2 separate regions of the Drosophila melanogaster genome follow, and region 1 is linked to region 2. A link is a contact called in public HiChIP or PLAC-seq data. All regions are on one chromosome and are shown on one strand. The core of a region is the stretch at or near the end of the contact, and the rest is flanking DNA. Distances in the headings are between cores, read along the strand shown.

Region 1 (6,126 bases), core at 764-3,263, 180 kb after region 2:
GCACGCGAAAAAATCTCCAGTTCGCTGTTGGAAGACAGCAGTTTTACTATTCTGGTGAACCGATCGTCACAGGAGCGATGACTTGAATATTCTGAGGGAATTCCGGAGGGACAGTTTGTTTCGACTGAACAAACATTTTCTTTTTATTTTATTTGTATATTCGGAATTCGAGTGAATAATTCAGTTCAAATTCAGATTTGGTAATTGAAACATTATGTCTTGACAAGACTTTAAATACACTACCAAAATTATCACTTGTAATGGGGCTGGTGAGTGGTAATTTTAACCACAAAAAATATTAAAATCCTAGCAAGTATTTTTGGATTTTTTTTATAGAAAGACACCAGAGAAAGCCTATATGGCGTTTAACAACTCATTTTCAAATGCTTTATTTCAATCGTAGATCGTGCGGGTTAAAACCATGGTCATTGTATTCAGGTATGATATGATATGAGCACTAAAATATATATTTCTTTTAAAAAAGTTGTTGAACATAAAGAAGTCTTAACAAAGTGAAAACTAGTCACGATCGCAACACGAACATAAATAGCTAAACTTGCCACTAGCCGCCAGATCACAAATCTTCCCGCATTAAGGAGTTAAAAAACAACCTAAGTAGAAAAAAAAACCAAATTGGTCTGGCTTATAGGTATTCATAAAATTTTATAAATACATATAAATGCACATATGCTACTCAACAACATAAAAATCGACTCTCTTGCCCACTATCTCTCTTCTTAATGTTTTTATTGTATTTTTTTTTGGGATATTTACTTTCGATTATTTGCTAAATTAATTCTTAGCACCAACAATAATTTTACCATCATTTTTATTATCGGTTTATTAAAATTTATATATTTTAAGATTAATCGTTCATATAAAAAAATTCAGAGCCCGTCAAGCCCTCCCTACAAAGGCTCTGGAATAAGTCTAGTGTCTTTGCTCCCTCTCTGTCAAATCACCTAAAAAGAAGCTGGCAAAAACTCCAGACAAAAAGACATCACGAAATTGTTTTTCTGTATACTACAAGTGTATACGAATATGTTCTTAAATCGTTGTTTCCAAAATTAAAAATGTATGTATATATTGATGGTCAATTACCTGTATTTCGAGTAAAAGTTCCTGCTTCTTGCGTCGCAGCTCAATCAGCAGTTTTTGCTGCTCCGGTGTAAGTTCTGCAAGAACGAGATGCGAATCAATAATAAATTCATATACTTGTTTCTGGGCATTTTGTAAATTGTATCGCAACACCAACAGTAAAAATAAAAAACACCAGAGCAGCATTCCAGGCACACGCGCCCAACACACATACACACGTGCATACACGAGCTGTTTGCGATGCGATGAAAGCATCTTGTAGGCTACGTCACTAGCTTAGGCCGATAAACAATTTTCACTTGTCGAAACCACAATGGATTGCTAATTGTGCAAATTGGCTTATTAGCGTTACCAAAGCTCTTCGGACTTAATTCTGACGAAGGCCAAAAACGAGAACGCAATGTACATATGTACATAATATACATACATATGTGCACTAACATTTCACCTAGCACACAAGTCTATACATACAAATGTTGCTTGTTGCTTCTCTTATTTTGTAGTTGTGGGTATCCCAATTTGTGATCTTAATAAAATTTTATCAATACAAAGATTCGTATTCTGTTCATGCTAGGCTATATCCTTCGGGCCAGCAAAAGTATCTGCTGTTTACCTGGCATTGAGAATTCACTGCGCCCCTTTGATATGGCACCGTACGATCTGTTGTCGAAATTGTCCATTGCGCTAATCATCGCGGAGCTACTGAGCTACTACACACACTCTCGCGCACACGACACACACTCTAGTTGTACATTTTTCACCAGCAGTTGGCTAATTTTTAAGGCTTTTCATTGAACAATCAAAGACGAACGGATAATAAACAAATCAACACCAAAAAAATTCTATCGCCATTTTCTTTCAGCTCTCCACTAGGGATGTGCTGAATTCAGCTATCGGTTGAGTAAACAACTGAAAAATAACAAGTGCATGCTGACTTAAGCTGGGTGTTACGCGAGCTCTGTGTGGCCACTTTTAAAATATCCTGATGCCACTGCATCTTGTAACCAAACGTAAGAACTTTTTAATCAGTAGAACTAAAAAAATTAGGGCTAATTATTTACTTGCAACAATACATTAAATATTTTTAGGGGTACACTTTTTCAGAGATTAGAGCAGACCTTATCTATTTCAAGACAAATAGCTTGAAAAGCTGTAAAACAACTTTGTTACATCCATTATGGTGTGATTTGCGGGAATCGGCTATTACCATTTCGAAAATTGTTTGTTACAAGTTAAAAACATAAACTTAAAGTTTTGGACGTACATAAAAATATAACATTAAAACAACCTTGTTATAAAAAAATACAATACCACCAATACTTACTGTCCATTTTAAATCTGTTAAAAAATTCACTGAACGAATACGTCTTTCGTCATAACTCCATTTAAAATATCGTCAGGAAATTTACACATCATTTCGTTTTTTTAACGGCACAAACACCTCGGACTTGGTGGCAACGCTGCCAACATATGTGTGCACTGGCATCGATAATTTTTACATCCCTATTTTGAACCGCAGAATTCTAGAAAATTCCACTCGCTGGCCATAGTAATTGTCCGAATTAGTTTAAGCTAAGACTGCCGGATCAAAAGTAAACCAACATCTTCCATCTTTTCATAAAATTGAAGACAGTTTCATACAATTCTACAGTAAGAAAGCGATGGCCAAGTGGGGAGAAGGAGATCCGCGCTGGATTGTGGAGGAGCGGCCCGACGCCACCAACGTGAACAACTGGCACTGGACGGAAAAGAACGCCACGCCATGGTCCAAGGACCGCCTGCATCAGCTTTTTCAGGATTTCAAAATAGGCGAGTATATAAGAATTTGTAGTAGTGTAGAACATACATTTTAGGTATATCCTAACCTAAAAGTAAACTTCTCAAAACGCAGGGCAAAGCGACATTGAGTGTGCCGTGGACTCCGTGGACAAATGCTCCGGGGAGGCCACCGTGAACAATCGCAAGGGCAAGCTCATATTTTTCTACGAGTGGGAGCTGGTGCTCAAGTGGTCTGGAAAGCTCCTAAAGAACAGCAAGCTGATCCACAAGGGCAAGTTAACCATTCCCAATCTCTCCGAGGAGAACGAACTAGCCGACGTAGAGATCACGGTGACAATCGACGAGTCCAACGACGAGTCGGAGACCCTGAAACAGTTCATGTACAACGTGGGACGAGACCGCGTGCGGCAGCAACTGGCTTCCTACATCCGAGAGTTGAAGGAGGAGTACTCCAAGAACCTTATCCTACCAAAGAAGGGCGACGAGGCCGGAGCGGGAAATACTGTGGCGAATTTTAAGGATGCCAACAATACCCGTAATGCAGCCCAAAATATCGCTTTAAACTCCTCGGTGGCGGCTCCTAGGCTGAAGAACTCTGGCATCGGCTGTAAACTGGACGTTCGCACTCTCTCGATGACCGAAGAATTTCACTGCAGCGCCAATGACCTTTACAACGCTCTCACAAAGCCAGAAATGGTCACTGCCTTTACGAGGGCACCTGCCAAAGTAGATGCCGTGCGCGGTGGAGAGTAAGTTTTTGTCCCTGGTCGTTTTATTTTACCATCACATCAGGACCGTTTGTGTCGTCATTTAGTAATCTTGTTATGAATAACCATAAATTTCGCCCCTCGCCCTTGTCTTCACTTCTTTATGGTAAGTAATCTTTTGTCTTTTATTGTAGATTTATTCTTTACGGAGGCAATGTGCTCGGAAAATTCGAAGAGCTCGTCCCTGAAAAAAAAATACAGCAGAGCTGGCGTCTGAAAAACTGGACATCTGGTCACTACTCAAACGTTGTCATAGAGCTGGAAGAAACTGTAAGTTACTAGGACAACGAAAACTAGATATATTATTATTTATTTTTTTAAATTGACCCGCTTAGTGATCCTGATTAACAATATACGATATAATTTTCAAAGAATGTAGTACTCCTTATCAGTCAATAAATAACGCGTATAAGACCATATTCCTACGGGCCTCTAAATTCGAAATATTTACAAAATTTTATGTGCACAAAGAAAATAGTAATATGAAAAAAAAATAACTTTGTGATTTGTCTATTTATTATTTATTGGTTAAGAAAAAAATTAAATTCGTTACAATACGTCGGATTTAAACTTATGAATGTAATGATTTTGGTTTAGTACATTTTTGAAATTTACATTCAGGTTAAATTCCTATTAATACCTAATTACATTATATGATGGAAACCAGCAAATTTGGTTAAAAACGATGTAAAAGCTCGAATCTAATCTAAAAATAAATTCCTGAAGTAAGGGTTCTGCGAAATAGGATGAAACGGATAAAAAACTCTGTATGCCCGTAGAGAAATATGGTCTAGTAGATTCGTTGAAGAATATTTAACAGGATGAAGTGAACTTTTCCGACGCTATATGTATTATTGATCAGTATCAGTAGCCAAATCTATCTAGCCTTGTCTGTCCTTATGAATTTTGAAAAAAGTTTTGAATTTTTTTCGTGTTATTATTTGCCGTTCCAATTTCTATCGAACGTCAAATATATATAATTAGGAAATGTACTTTATTTACCTCTTACTAGTAAATTTAATGGACGATGTTCGTTTGTCAGCCGTCTTTTCGGAGGCAATGCAGCATATTCATCTTTACCTATCTCATTTTTAAAATATATTATTAATACTCCCAGAGTGACGACCACACAATTTGTACTTAATTTATTTCTTTATAGTCGGGGAACTCTATTATAGCGTTCTTCCTTGTTTAATTTTAAGTTTTGCGATCCTTCCTTAAGCTTAATTTTCCTGACTTGACTATAACCAATAAGGATTTTTTTGTATGCCTGTTTTTTTTTTTTTAATTTGTAAGCGTTACTCGCTATACATTCGGAGAATGATGCTTTCAGTGCTATCCCAAAATAATATTTACCTCAAATATAACGCTTCCTCCTTGCAGTCATCCAGCACAATGATGTCGCTCAAGCAGACCGGGATACCCGCGTCCGAATTTGATGCGATGAAGACAAACTGGTACCGATATTACTGGCATAGCATCAAACAGACCTTTGGATTCGGTACCTCAATATCTGATGCCTTATAAGAGGACGCTTCTAGTGCGGATTGCACTGAATGATTGAGGGCTTGGTGTATGGCGGATTATCGAAGGATTATTATTTGTATTCAACCTAGAGTACTGCGAGAATTTCATTTCCAATCATAACTGTAATTTCTGTTTATCCTTAGAGGCTTTTTCAAATCCTCTTAGGTATATCGATCGAACTGGAAAGTCCGCGGCTCGCTAAAAAAACACATTACTTACAAAAAATCGAATACAATTCAGGCATTCGACATTGATTTCACACATTGAGAAACAATAAACAATAATTTAAAACAAAATGTTTATAATTTTGAATTGAATATTAATAATAAATTTGTTATATTATTAAGGACATAAAAAGCTTTAAAAGCCTGAAATTTAAAAAGTTATATTTTTATGATTTCCGATTTTCATACCATTTCTTACTCCGAAGGGGAAAGCATGGGCTAGGTGGCACTGAGTATAAAAGGAGGAATTTTGCTCCACATAATGAAACAGTTTTCCATTCCATTTTATCAGGTTCACTTGCCAAGCCGATTTCTTTATGTTTGTCTGTCTGTCCGTATGAACGCCGCCAAAATCTTTAAGTGAGTGTTTCCGATCGTGAATGTATTCGTAATCAGTATCAACAGCCGAATCAATATAGCCATGTCCATTATAGTCATATATATCTGGAATATAATTATAGTTCCCAAGATCCCGACGATCATACGAACGGACACAAAAAAAGACTAACGGAAAAAGCCATAGCATCTCTGTTTATACCTGTTACTCGTTGAGCTAAAGAGTATAATTGATTATTTAAAAAGTATGTATCAAGAAGAAGGTATCCGACAATATGAAGTATATATATCAATATATGTATATGTGTGTACCAGTATCAATAGTCGTTCGCAAATAGTTTAAAAGCAATCGGCTTGTCGAATCTAAATTCTTTCTCCTAACATTTACAGTAGGT
Region 2 (5,686 bases), core at 1,437-3,936:
GTTCTCCACTGGACGGCCTGACCAAAGACACTAGAATAACAAGATGCGTAACGCCATACGATTTTTTGGCACACGATTTTTTCGCCGTGGCTCTAGAGGTGGCTCCAGGCTCTCTCGAATTTTTGTTAGAGAGCGAGAGAGCGAAGAGCGCTACAGCGAACAGCTCTTTTCTATTATTCTAGTTATTCTAGTGTCTTTGGCCTGACTCGGTTTTATTCTATCTTTCTGCCCGCCTAAACAGTTAAATCCATCGCGTCAACTAACTGATCACTTTTCCCCTGATATTCACTAACCTGTGACTGCCCCAGTCAAACCTTGGGGTCTGGGCGGTGAAACTGCTGCGCAATGGATGCGAAGATTTTTCCAGATTAAATTTCCGGCTGGAAAACACATGCAAAAACTTAGACCGCGCACCGTTTTCTGGCGAGTAAAACACATTATGATAATATAATTCCGCACTAAAAAAAATGTACTCGCCGGCAGGTTATAATTTTACAACAAAACGAACTTTTCATGACTTGACGCCACGACGATTTGTTTAGAAAAGAAATAGAACGGAAACTCAAGTCGGGGTTTAAATGAATTTAAAATGGCCCTAAATTAGTACCCCAAGGCTAAGCGCATACTTCCCAAAGTCTGTCTATCAGGAGCTTTCATAAGAGCTTCAGTCGCCACTACAAAGCCAACAAGCACGGCATTCCGTATGGAACACGCTCTATGCCTTATTTTCTGTGTGGGGGCCTAGTTCATAGGGCTGACCCTCTGATATGCAGTTATTTCAAAAAGTGTGGATATTATGTTTGAATTATTCCTGAAATGTCCTTAAGCAAACGTCCTTTAAGGTGGTTTAGGGAACATTTTGGAACACGCTCTCCGATTGGAGATATTCCTTAAAAATTGGAATACATATTTTTTAGTTGCACATTTTATATACCTTCTTAAGTCCCATAAAATAAAGTCGTACATACATAGTTAGACCAAACTTTTCTAAAACATTTAGCTTTTATATTTTTAAGGATTCACCTGTAAATAACGAAAAATAAATAAATAAAAAAGTTCCCATGAAAAAAACTCCACCGTTCCGCCAAAGACCCTAGAATAACAAGATGCGTAACGCCATACGATTTTTTGGCACACGATTTTTTGGCCGTGGCTCTAGAGGTGGCTCCAGGCTCTCTCGAATTTTTGTTAGAGAGCGAGAGAGCGAAGAGCGCTACAGCTAACAACTGTATGTGTGCACACGTATGCTCATGCATTGTAAATTTGACAAAATATGCCCTTCACCTCAGAAGTTCTTAGACTTTAAATCTATATTATTTTTGATCAATTGGCACCATGCGAAAAATTCTTGTTTTGCATTGCCTTAACGTTATTATTGTTTGAAAATAGATTAGAAATAGCCAAATCTATGTACATATTATCACAAAAATAAATTTCAAAAATGGCTTTATATTAGAATATTTGTCATTAGAGTATTCATATTGAGGCGTGTGAAAAATTAATAAGGCAATGATTGTTGAGTGCTTGTGTCCGCACTTCGTGCCGCAAGATATGAACAAAGCAAAGACACTAGAATTATTCTAGTGTCTTTGATATGACTTTTGCAATAAACAGTTATCATATTTTTATGAAATTTATGAAATTACAGTAGTTATAATAATTTCTATTGTACTTCCTTTAATTATTTAGTATATTTATTAAGTCATTTGACTTAATATGATGTAACATTAACATTAAAAGTGTTTAAAAAAAATATTTCGCTTTTAAAAAATTGTCAGATGAAAGACAAATTAGAATTAAACAAAAATATAAATGTGTAAACGGATAAACGAATAATTCTAGTGTCTTTGCTTTGTTCATATCTTGCGGCACGAAGTGCGGACACAAGCACTCAACAATCATTGCCATATTAATTTTTCACACGCCTCAATATGAATACTCTAATGACAAATATTCTTACATAAAGTCATTTTTGAAATTTATTTTTGTGATAATATGTACATAGATTTGGCTATTTCTAATCTATTTTCAAACAATAATAACGTTAAGGCAATGCAAAACAAGAATTTTTCGCATGGTGCCAATTGATCAAAAATAATATAGATTTAACGTCAAAGAACCTCTAGGGTGAAGGGGATATTTTGTCCCATTTACAATGCATGAGCATACGTGTGCACACATACAGTTGTTAGCTGTAGCGCTCTTCGCTCTCTCGCTCTCTAACAAAAATTCGAGAGAGCCTGGAGCCACCTCTAGAGCCACGGCGAAAAAATCGTGTGCCAAAAAATCGTATGGCGTTACGCATCTTGTTATTATAGTGTCTTTGGTAATACCTAACATTTTTTCATTAAGTCAATGAACTCAAAATATGGAAATTAATTTATAAATATTTCCACTGTGTTATAAACCCTGTGTGTTATAAACCTGTGTTATATAAACCCGTGATAAAATTATAACATGTTATACATATAATTCTTTCGATTGATCAGAAATTAAATGTTTGATAAGAAAATGTACTAATTGTATTATATTATGGAATTAAGAATATATTTTTTGGTATATTATTATTATAAGTTTCATTAAATATCGATAGACATCTTGCTGTAGTGGACATGTACTATTATTACGGTTCCATATGGGCTAATTTTAGTTCTTTTAGAAATTCGGTCACACTATTGATGAAGAAGGTCAAAATAAAAACTAGCTCAGTCGAGACAAAAACGTATGTGTCAGTGTAGTAGATTAACGTATAGAAAAACTGCAACACAACTTAAGTGAGATTGCCATTCAATATGTTCGCCAACAAATTGTTGACCTGCTCGGCATTACTAATAATGTTATTTTTACTAAGCAGTACAGGTTAGTGCCAAGCCAATTAAACCCTTTTTAAAACAGCAATGAAATGCGTCGCATTGGAGGCCTTTGTTCAATGTGATAATACATCGCAGTTCTTTTTATATGTATATGTATGTCGTTTGTTCATCGCACATAATTTATTTTTCCGGTGCCGTTCACGTCGCCATATGCGTTAGTGTCTTATCGGCGTAATAAGGTGTAAACGGTTGAATTGCGAGTTTTGCCTTCGTAGATCAAGGGTTTTAAACCTATTTCAGTAATCTGGCTATCCTTTCATAACTCTTCTAGAAAAATGGTGTCGCTTACGTTCGTTAGCCCCGGAGAACATCCATTTTTACCCCTTTCGCTTATTTGTTCTGGCAATTTACAGTTTTGTATGCAGATAAAGTCATCCGCCACCGTATGCATCCATATTTATTTTATGCACTTAAAATATTTATATGCATGGGTGTATAAATCGGCATATCATATTAAATTTGTATCCGCCATATAGCATACTTTAGTTTTTGGTTACTATCTGTCAATTCATATAACAAGATTTTGGGTCATTTGTTCAATACCAATGTTAGACATTTGTGCACATAGTATATACAAAATAATATATGACATAAAAAAAACAATCTGTGATAAAATAACAACAAGAGATAACGCTATAGTCGGTTCTCTGACTATCAGACTATGATAAGCGGATAAGACAACAAAGACTTGGAGCTAGACTGGGCATATGTATGTACCTACATATTTGGGGAGACATATTAAAATAAACAATTTAAAACATTTTTTTTTATAGCATGCGTGATAAAATGTTTCGGCATAGCAACAGAAGGATAAATGATTAAATCAGAAAATATTTTTTATTTTTTAATTTGTAGTGTGTTCCTACTAATCTTATCTTGTTAAATAGTTCTATAACCAGACCGAATTTAAAATTCGATTTCGACCTTATACATTTGGTTTGTATAAATATTTGACAATATGTTACGGTACGGCCATTTTCATAGGATCTCTACAAATCACTGAAAACGGAAATAAATTGTCCATCAAGTCCAAACTCACTAATATAAATAACAAAGGGTAATTTTTTGATAAGAGAACAAAGGAAATACAATTAGAGCTAACCATATGTACATTTGAATCTCTAATAAATAATTTTTTTTTCACGTCAATTTAAAGAAAATTCCGATTTAATAAAGAAAAGCTTTAATATTTTTAAAAATTCTTCTTTTAGTGTTCTCTCAAAAGCTTATTGGCTTGCCGAGAGTCGGTAAAAATGTTAGTGATTTGTTTCTGGAACAAGCAAACCCACTGACCAGCAGCTCCTCAACAATCTCAACGTCTTCGACAACAACTGAGAAACCTATCACAACCAGATCAACTTCTACAATAACTCCGAGATCTACCACACCTTCAACGGAATCACCATCGACCACCGCACCAGTGATAAGCACGACCATTGCCCCGCAACCATATCCGCAACCATCCATTGGGGCTTGGAATACCTCTTGTATTATGCTTCAAATGGCGGCACAACTTAATTTTACCTATGAGGCTAGGGGTAAGAAAATAAATCCATATTTAGATTGCGATCGAATTACGGCATTGGTGAGGTATGGGCTCTATTAGATTTTATAGAAACTCGTCTCACAGTTTTAACATTTTAATGAACTTACTGAAATCGATAAGGCAAATATTTCAGTTTAGATTAAAAAGAGATGTACATATGTAAGGATATATGTATGTATATTATATATATTATATTTACATCACTGTACACATAGAAATGATAATCAAGTTTTCAGACAATAACGAGTGATGCACTAATGATGCACTAAGGGTAACGTAAGGATAAAGACGGAGCGCAAGTTTGTTGACCCATGTTGCCACGTCCACAAACCATTTTTTTTCCCATTTTATTCCCCAATATCTATCGATATCCCAGAAAAATTATAAAAGTTGCGTTCGCATTCACACTAGCTGAGTAACGGTTACCTCTTCGGGTATCTCTTTTGTTTTTAGTTTAAATCGAATGGTGTATCAAGACTTACATAAGTAGTACATCGTATATATAACTTAATAACTTTCACTCCGTTTTGGACCATTTATAATAGTTATCTTTTAAATAATTCATCAGTAAACCAGTATTTAACATATTAAAAAGTGTATAACAGGTAGAAGAAATCGTTTCCCAGTCGAGCTCAAGGAAGCTGGGTTCGGTAAAATCGAATTTATGAAATTTGAAAGCTGGAATAGTCTGTCCATCTATGCTAATGGGCAAACGCTTTTTATTAATTATTATTTGTACTTAAATAAGCAATTATACTTACTTCTAACTTCATATATTATTATAACTAAAAAAAACTTGCATCTTTGTAAGAATATCCGACTAACGAAGACTTTTATCTTTAGAGGGAAACTTTACCACCGGTCTGTACAACATCCCCAGCAACGCATCTGTTGAAGATGCAGAATGTAAAAGCCAGACTACTCAGTTTATTCATCTGATTTGGGGACCAGAAACATCAAAGCAATCATTAATTATGTATTTTAATAAAAGTAATGACACCACTGTGCTTTCCTTTATGCAAATTCATCTGGCTTTGCTGCCTGAGGATTTTCCAGATGCAAAGGGTAAGAAAATATAAAAAATAGTAGACAGATCTGTGTCGAATAATCCCCAATTCCAGAAAATCAAACGGTTCAGCTTATTACCAGGAGCGACGGAGCGTTTAAGACACCAGAAAATATGTCGTATCACTGCACTCGTGTTCAGAAGATAAATATGACTGAGACACTCGATGCTGAGCAGTTAATTGGTTGGATCAGCGTCAGT

What was found. HiChIP or PLAC-seq counts read pairs in DNA pulled down with a chosen protein or histone mark.
Region 1: a contact with region 2 is called in a Psq HiChIP or PLAC-seq map of the Kc167 cell line, with 2.9 times the contacts expected there. The contact joins the promoter of step here to the promoter of Lamp1 in region 2. A contact is called at or near these places in 2 of 107 Hi-C or Micro-C datasets (the Kc167 cell line and the S2 cell line) and 2 of 6 datasets of contacts at active chromatin or transcription factors (both in the Kc167 cell line).

What each region holds. Positions count from the first base shown.
Region 1 is chr2L:21,755,453-21,761,578 of dm6, forward strand. step (steppke) reads right to left here and starts at 2,014. Exons shown (of 11, transcript NM_001273749.1): 1 at 1,712-2,014; 2 at 1,102-1,175. CG1416 reads left to right here and starts at 2,558. Exons shown (of 4, transcript NM_136277.3): 1 at 2,558-2,907; 2 at 2,990-3,626; 3 at 3,779-3,914; 4 at 5,028-5,548. The coding sequence starts at 2,760. The coding sequence ends at 5,171.
Region 2 is chr2L:21,570,703-21,576,388 of dm6, forward strand. Lamp1 reads left to right here and starts at 2,687. Exons shown (of 4, transcript NM_136267.5): 1 at 2,687-2,859; 2 at 4,085-4,411; 3 at 5,263-5,484; 4 at 5,541-5,686. The coding sequence starts at 2,793.